Regions from separate parts of the Mus musculus genome. Here all the other regions are linked to region 2. The links are chromatin contacts, called in public Hi-C and HiCAR-type maps. All regions are on one chromosome and are shown on one strand. The core of a region is the stretch at or near the end of the contact, and the rest is flanking DNA. Distances in the headings are between cores, read along the strand shown.

Region 1 (3,037 bases), core at 483-2,982, 2.4 Mb before region 2:
TACCTCAGCATCAGGGTGCTCTTTCATATCAAGGGACATGGTACCATCCACGGGTTGTAGACAATTTTTGTCTCTGAGGTTGGTGTCTCCAGTGCCTAAGTGGAAAGACATCTACAATGATGTCATTCAGGAACATTGTGATTCTATTAATGAACGCTACAAAACCCTCTACCTAGGGCAATAGCTTTAAAAACACATATCAGCATTAAAGACAGGAGAGTCGTCACATGCCCCCAGTACTTGGGAGATAGAGGCAAGAGGGTTATTGCAAATTCCAGGCCGACATGATCTATATAGTAGATTCCAGGCCATCCAGGGCTACGTAGCAGGACTCTCTCAAAAACAAATAAGATATGAATGGCAGCATGCCTTCAATCCCAGCAGTAGTTAAGAGTACTTGTTGTTCTTGAAAAGAACCCAGTGCAATTCCCAGAAACCACAAGGTGTCTCGTGGCTGTCTGTAACCCCGTTGCAGTGGATCCAATACAGGCAAGACATTCGTTCATATAAGGAAAAAAAAAAAAAAACTAAAAAAAAATTCCACAGTTCCAACCTGCCCTTTAAATCATTGGTGATCATATGTCTTGAATCTGTGAACCAGCAAACATGTCACAAAGGCAGTAATGTAAGGAAATGTCCTGTTGTTGCATGATTTAGCTTCTGTGCTTAGGATTAAAGAAGGACCATCCCCATCAACTCTGGGAACGGAAATGCACTTCACAGCCAAGTATTTGCTAACAAAAGGCTTTTCCCTGATGCTCATGTCAGGGGGCAGAGTCCAGCATTCTGAGAGGTCGGAGGGAAGTATGGGATTATTGTGGATACAGAAAAGCAAGAGAATCGCTCTCCTCCCATCTCCACTCTCTATCAGAAGCTGTGATGCCCAAAGGTGCCCTACAGAAACAAGGGCTCTCCTGAACACAGAAGAAAGATCTTTAGCCCACCCAGCTCTACCTCACCGAAGCTGGGGCTGTTAAACACAACCACTTAGCTGTTGTAACAGCGCCTCAGAGTGGTGCTCACTGATCATTTTTTGAGAAAAAAAAAAATTCTAAAAACAATAAAGGTGCAAAGTACAAGGTTGAGAAAAGACAGATCCGCAATAACTCCCACTAACAAACGTTTACGTCCAATATGCCTACCTAAAAAACATCTTTTTCTGCCTAGGATTTTTTTTTTTCATTTTTAACAGAGGGTCTATCTAGAACTCACTATATAGTACAGGCTGACCTCTAGCTCGCCCTGATCCTCCTGCCTCAGCTTCCTCGTACACAACAATGCTTGGGTTCTGCTTTAGTTTTATTTTTGAATTTCATTAAACTGAAAAGCTAACTTCACTGAAGTCCACAAATCTCCAGGATGGCTCAGTATTTTACACGTGGACATTGTTATCTGAAACACACCACTAAGCAAGGGGCTACTTAATACATCGGACTCAAAGCATTTCTAGTCTGATCATTTATTCCCAGTTTTTGCTGCGGTTATCGGAACCCCTTTTCGGGACTCAAGTAGCTGGGTCATCCATGCTTTTCGGGAGCCCCATTCTGAAAAAACGCTGTAACAGGCTCACACAGTCTTAGCAGATGACCGCCTTTACTACCGGTTGAGAACTTACTTACCTTGGCTGCAGCTAGCTGCTTACCTCTCAGACACTAGCCCGCCTTTGTAAGCCGGGAGCTGTGCAAGGACTCACAGGCCCCGCCCCAGGGGCGAAGGCCCCGCCCAATGTGGTCTGATCCCACCCCGGAAAAGATTATCCAGGCTCCGGTCCTATAGGCCCTGCCCGGGGCGTGAGAACTCTGCCCAGGACACGCAGGCTCCGCCCAGCGTGCAGACCACGCCCAGGGCGCGCAGGCCCCTCCCAGGACCCTGTGACCCCACCCAGGCCGCCCAGGCCCCACCTTCAAACCTAAGCCCCGCCCCGAAGCAAGGTCTCCGCCCAGAACGCGTAGGGCCCCGCCCTTAGCAGCTGCCGAGATTGCGCAGTGGCGGAAATCATCGGGGCGGGGCGAGCGCCGGGACCCTCCTGCTCCCTGGGCCTGTGCGCTCCTCCCACTCCGGGTCACGGCGTGATAGGGGCGGAAGCGGCGGCGGCCGAGCTGCTGCAGCTGGCAGTGCGGATCAGGCCGTCCGGTGCAGCCCGGTGCAGCCCAGGGCAGCATTCGCCCCCTGGCCAGCGCTCTGAGGTAGGGACTCGAGCCTCACGCGGGCGCGCTTGGGGGTGGCGGCGGGCTTCGGGTGACAGCTCCGCACAAAGCGGCCGGCTGTGTGTTGAGCCTGGTCTGGAGGCGCGCGCGTTCCCCGGGGCTCCCCGGCGTCCCGCGTTTGGAAGGGGTGGCGTGGGGGACCCTGTGCAAGCCGGGGCTTCCCGCGCTGGGCTGCGGGGTTGCGGCGCCGCGGGCTTTCCCACTCGTCGCTCTCTTGGAACCCTGCAGGGAGCTGCTTGCGCCTCGGCCGGGCGGAGGTGAGTTGGGCGGCGGCTGCACCTGGCACTCTGGCGCCGGCACCAGCTGCGGACCGGGTGGACAGGACCCCAGTCTGGATTTCCACTCTGGGCTATGGGAACCCCGCAGCCTGGAGGAGGGGTCTTACTCTGGGATTCCACCCAGCGCTGTAGGGAACCCATCTACATGGAGGCAGGACCCCTTTCTCTGCTCCCACCCGGAGCTGTAGGAGCCCCTTAACGTAGAGGAGTTACCCCACTGTAGGAATCTCTTAGCCCAAAGGAGGGAACCCCACTCTGGGCTCCCACTCGGGGCCGTGGAAACCACCCCCCGCCAGTCGCGAAGAGAGACCCTAGGCTGCGGTCCCACTTGCGGACCAGGGAACCCCGTAGCCAAAAGGAGGGACCCTATACTGTGCTCCCACCAGGGACGTGGAAACCCCGCAGCCAGGAGGGGGGACACCAGACTGCCTTCCCCACTCAGGGTGGTCGGGAATCCCCAAAGCTTGGTAGGAGGGGCCCAGGCTTCCCTTCCCGCTCTGTGGTGGTGAGGAGAAACCCCACGCTGGGCTCCTGTGTGGGGCAGTGGGAGCA
Region 2 (2,700 bases), core at 35-2,534:
TATAGGCCCTCACGGGGGGGGGGGGGGAGGAGAAGGGGGGAGTAGGGGATTTCCAGATCTAAACAATGTCTATTCTTAAGAAATGGGTATGGGAGGGGTACAAGGAAAGAGTCTGGTGCAGGTGGAGCAACTCTGGATTGGCCCGGCTGTGGTTACTGGGGAGATTTTTCGATTCTATCCCAGCAACCAATATCACAAACACCTCGCAGTGAGGTGCAGCAGTGGGCACACACCTGGGTTTAAGGAACGGTCAGAACATTGGCAGACACACGGGTTCAAGGCGCGGCCAGAGCATTGTGCACCTCTATTTTTCTAAATCAGTGAAGCTACTTTTACTAACAATGAAATCTATTTTGCCAATTTGAGGGCTTCTGTGACCTTTTACATTCTATTAGGATCTTTCAGTCTGTTGTTGGTGTCCTATTTAGAATGAACAGGTTTTTTTGTTTTTTTCCCAGTCTTCCTTGGAAAAATTAACACAAAAAAACCCATACTATCTGCCTGCATTAAGCTGGATTTTCTTCACATACACCAGTTACAGCAATATTCAGTGCTGTGGCCAAACAATTTAACACAAATATGAAAATTATGTTTGAGACAGGATCTCACTAAGTAACCCTGGCCGGTCTCGAACTCCTAGAAATCTCTTGCTTCCACATCCAGAATGCTGAGAGCATCACCATGTCCAGCCCCAAATCATTTTTAAGAGCACAAGGACCGCATATAATTCTTTAGGCAGCTCTACCAGGCAGGGCCAATCTTCCCCGCATTAAAGGATAAACTGAGGTCATTGCTTTCTGCTGGGATGGGGTGGGAGAGTCTATTGCCTCATCTGCATTTCTGGATGTCTTGGGGCAAAGGCTCCACGGTGAGGTTTCCTCGCCACGTTTCCCGGAGTAGTGTGAACACCACCTAATGGCTCTCTTGGCCGGAGCAAGGCCATTGAAGGTGCATCCCATTCTACAGATGTAAGCGGAGGCTCAGAGTCGCCCGGCGCCTTACTGCAGCCCCACGAAGATCCAGCCGTGGCCCTAGGACAGTGCGAGGGTGAGCGCCTCGGACTCGGGGCGCCAGGAAGCCGCCGGCCTCAAGGTCCGGGAGCAGATCCGGAAACCTCCCTTCCGGTTCCCAGGTCCGCGTTTCGGAAGTGAGTCACTCTGCCAGCACATAATATGGCTTCCACTCCACCTACCACCCTGGACGTCGAGGGTAAGGTGGGCGGGACCCGGAAGTTGACCGTTCTGGGAATGGCGGCCGCCGGGGGCGTGGCTTCCGGCGCTCCTTGCCTGCAAGTCGCCGCCGCTGAGAGCGCAGGCGGCAGCTGACAGGCGCTTTTCTTCAGACGGCTGCGGCGGGAGCCCTGCGAGGCGGGCGGCCTCCAGCTCTCGTCCCCACGTCCCGGCCCGCGAAGTTCCAGGGCGCCGGGGCATGGAAGAGGGGAAAATGGACGAGAATGAATGGAGTTACCATGGCGAAGGCAACAAGAGCCTTGTGGTGGCCCACGCGCAGGTGAGCGGCTGGCGGGCAGCCCGGCTCCGGGCCTCACCCGACGGCTCCCGAAGCTCTGTGCCTGGTACCGTCCAGGTACCCAGGTCGTGACTCTTCCTCCAGCTTCCGCCCGGGTGGTTCCCTGGCACCCCCACAGTACCCTCCTCTGCTCCATACTCATCCCCGGCACCCCTAGCTCCGTTGGCTCCCCTTTCCTCCTAGTGTCCCTTCTCGGTTCTCTCTGTCCCGTCAGTACTCTTTCCTCATGCGCTGTGCGTGCCGCGTGGCCTCACACCGTGCAGCCTCCCCCGGGATGCTCGTCTTACTGTCAGGCAACGGTGGGCCAGAGGCTGAGCCTGGACCAGGGCCTGGGCAGCACAGGGGAAAGTTCCCAGAGTGCTGTCAGCCCACCGAGTGGAGTTCAGCCTCGAGAAACCACAGAGCTGGTGTTCTGCCTTGCTGCTGCGCTGTCAGGAACGGGGCGCTGCCACAGGTTCGCGTCCCGATCATATACTTTAAATGGTTTCTCCTTCGTTCAACTTGAAAGGCGGTTTCAGAAGATGTAGTCCTTTCCAAGGAGGCGAATTTAAAGGAAGAGAAGCATATGGATGGATCTGTGTGCAGCCCCAGATTTCTCTGACATTTTGCTGCCTGATTACAAGCTAGCAGGAATGTGGTGGGCTGGGGGAGTAGAAGGCGGGGAGGTGTCATGTGAGAAGGTTAATAACTCAGGGAGCTGGGGTGATTCACACCTCCACCACTGAGAAGCAGTAGGCTGCATTAGGAAAGTGAAGAGAGGAATAGGATGTACTTTTGTCTCTCTGAAGTTCAGATTGTATGGAGCTGTACTGAGTGTTGAGCAGCCTAGAGCTTGGGTCTTGTGTCTAGTTGGCACCTCTGACCTCCTGGTGTATTTGTTCAGAATGTAGACTGAAGAGGAGAAGGCCCCTCTTGGAAGTGTTTTAAGGCCTTTTGTGACCAAGGAGTGCTAATGTAAGTGGGGTGGAGAAACTCTGCTCCCTTCGGTCCTGGGCATGTCTGTAGTCCCCCTTCTCCTTTGAGAGCAGGTGAGCTTTGTTTCTCTGCTCAGCTTCCCAGGCCTGTCTCATCCAGTCCTGGAGAGAGGGAGGCTTTTACCTAGCCTCCCCAGGCATGCTCACTCTTTCTGATCGAGCATCAGTCACTGAGTTGAAAAGCTCTTCTAAAGTCCCC
Region 3 (2,700 bases), core at 13-2,512, 2.1 Mb after region 2:
AAAAGAGGGGGGACCCTTCACCAGCAGATGAATATTTAAGAAAGAAAGAAAAAAACCTGTCAGTTTCCTGTGGTTTGCTTTTCTTGTTCAGATCAGCAGAGCAGCCATGTATCTGTGGCGGTGCAATTCCTGTACCAATTCACGAAAAAAAAAAAAAATCAGCACAGAAATTTCTTCTCAGTACAGCTCAGAGGGGGTCTTCCCTAATAATTTACAGCAGTCAGCAGCCGTACTCAGCTAGGGTTCAGTTGAAAAATCTACTTCAAAAAAAAACCTGCATCTCTGCTGAGCGGCAACAGGCTCCAGAAATCCATGCCAAAAAAAGAGAGAGAGAGAGAAAGAGGGCCGCGTTTTGAGTTTTATTCCAAGTGAATGTGTTTCAGCCCTGGAAGCATGCCTTAGTAGCATTACCAATCCGTTTCAATGTCCCTTCAGTTGCTGCTTGCAGCCCTGCAGTCAGGCAGGAAAAAAAATGCGGCTGCTCTAACTGTCCATCAAATCCACAGCAAGAATGGCCTCTTCCTTGCGAGTCGGGCCCAGGCTTGCAGTGACACGCACAGGCCTTCTTCCTGACGCTTGGGAGAATAGGACATCGACAGCCTCCCCGAGGGTCTGACCAAGATTCTGAGACCCACTGAGCCCTTCCTCGGTGGCCTCTACCAGGTGGCCTCATGTGTTAAGACAGATAACCTGCACCACCGAGAAGTCAATCGCTGTCAAAGTTTCCTGGTAACTTCTGTGCAAGCGAATGCATTTGCCTTCTAGCACACTAGCAGGTCACCCTGAGTCTTCTCACGCCCAGGGCTGATCTCGGGAGGCAGTGCGGTTCCCAGGCTTTCTGGGAGCCCCAGGAAGGGAGTTTAGGGAGAGCCACCCGTGGCGGCCGTGCAAGTGAGGCCGGTTCCAGAGGACGAAAAAGCGCAGAGCCGCCAGGCCCGCCCTGGCGCAGCAAACACGTCCCCACCGCTCTCCAACCGCGCGGCAGCCCTAGCTGAACAGCCACCCCGCACTCTCTTTTCTCCCTTCCTCTAGCTCGCATAGCAACAGCAGATGCGCACCCCACGGACGATTTCGATGGTGATTGGAGTCCCCCTCCAATCTGAAGCAAGTCAGCCCCACCATTCCCAAACCGTGGTCTTCTTCATTAGAAGCAGACAAAAAGAAAAAAAGAAAAAGGAAAAAAAAAAAAAACAGACCGAATGTGAATGAGATGCTGTTTGTGTGAATGAAAGGGCCGGCGAGCGAGCCAGCGTTTCTGTGAATGGAGCGGGTCCTTGCAGCCGGTGCCAGGCAATCCCCTGGGCTCAGGCGGCTTCAGCCAATGAGAGGCTGAGCCGATGACTCATTCAACAAAGGCTCGCTCAATAGTGGAAGATTCCATTTCAATCAAGGGCGGGATCTTTTATCCAACAGCAGTGTGGGAAAAAAAAAGAGAAAGAAAAAAAAAAAAATAACACCACCCAGATTGATTACAAAAATTCTGGGAGGAAGAAACAAGCCGGTATAGAGAGATGGGGAAAATTAGTTTTATAAGGGTGTTGGAGACTATCGGGTCAGTTCCGGGTGAAGCAGGACCACTCTCTGGGAGGTGAGCTGTACCCAAACTTTCATTCACTGGTTCTTCTACCTCACAGAGCAGCCATGAATGTACCAGCTTTTATTATGAATGCACACAGAAGACCCAGTCAAAGGCTAGCCTCTTCCCCATGAAGTCTTTCCTAATAAAGGAATAAAGAAGACCTATGCAAGCTAAGTCTCCAGAGCAGCGGAGGGGATCCCAAAGCTACATCATTTAACCCTTTAGCCAACAAGGAGACTTTGGATTCTATTATGAGGCCAACGGAGGGAGCCGACTGAGAAAATATGAATGGCGGTGTAAATTTACATACAACAATTAGACTCGTTGGTGTTAGACGTTAATATACCAAGAATATCATATAGTACAGCTAGAGCTGCTGTTAGCTGGAAAGTGATACGAATATTTTGGTGTACAGGAAAAAAGAAAATAAATTAAAGAGCCCAAATGCGTCAGATGGAATTCCACAGCCCCTGCAGGGGAACTCTGCTCACGTGCCTGTCCCAGGAGAGCCCTTTGTTCGCCCTAGGGAGCCTGGCTGTCGCTTATTTTAGGCATGATCCCCCAAAGCCCAAGCTCTGGGCTGTCAACTCGAAACAAACTGGCACCAGTGAGAACGAGGATAGATAATTCTAGATGCCATGTTCAAAGTCTGCGCTATGCTGTGACTATCACGTGTTCACTGGATGCTTATGTTGAAGTCTAATCCTGGCCACCTTTCTTTCAAAAGGTGAAAGCTTAGTCTGTGTCATTTAGGGGAGGGGCTTCTGGGACAGGACTGGGATTAGGTCATCAGAGTAGAGGAGCAATAGCCCAGTCTGTAAAATGCTTTATCTTGCAAGCAAGAGGACCTGAATTCAATCCTCAAAAACTCAACATTTAAAAAAACAAAACCAAAAATACTAACAGACAAACAAATAAATGGGCTGACGACCCAGTGTTACACAGCCAGCCAGCCCAACCCCTCAGCAAGTTTTAAGCCAAGAAGAGACCTTATTTCAAACAAACAAGATGGGGTCAGCAAGATTGCTATCAACCTTGATGATTGGAATTTAGTCCCCAGGAGCCACACAGTGGAGATGATGTTGTCCTCTGACCCCCTACACATGTGCTCTAACATGCAT

What was found. Hi-C and Micro-C count contacts between places; a contact is called where the count stands out from the background. HiCAR-type assays count read pairs that join an accessible place to other places.
Region 1: a contact with region 2 is called in a Hi-C map of B cells, with 5 read pairs. The contact joins the promoter of Tpmt here to the promoter of Ippk in region 2.
Region 3: a HiCAR-type map of astrocytes shows a contact between it and region 2, with 2.2 times the contacts expected there. The contact joins the promoter of Shc3 here to the promoter of Ippk in region 2. A contact is called at or near these places in 1 of 39 promoter capture datasets (embryonic stem cells) and 2 of 115 datasets of contacts at active chromatin or transcription factors (astrocytes and stem cell-derived neural progenitor cells).

Annotation. Positions count from the first base shown.
Region 1 is chr13:47,041,485-47,044,521 of GRCm38.p6, forward strand. It overlaps Tpmt (thiopurine methyltransferase), which reads right to left and starts at 1,733. Exons shown (of 9, transcript NM_016785.2): 1 at 1,620-1,733; 2 at 1-95. The coding sequence starts at 39. Kdm1b (lysine (K)-specific demethylase 1B) reads left to right here and starts at 2,015. Exons shown (of 21, transcript NM_172262.3): 1 at 2,015-2,186.
Region 2 is chr13:49,419,958-49,422,657 of GRCm38.p6, forward strand. It overlaps Ippk (inositol 1,3,4,5,6-pentakisphosphate 2-kinase), which reads left to right and starts at 1,285. Exons shown (of 13, transcript NM_199056.4): 1 at 1,285-1,509. The coding sequence starts at 1,429.
Region 3 is chr13:51,568,189-51,570,888 of GRCm38.p6, forward strand. Shc3 (src homology 2 domain-containing transforming protein C3) reads right to left here and starts at 1,263. Exons shown (of 12, transcript NM_009167.5): 1 at 1-1,263.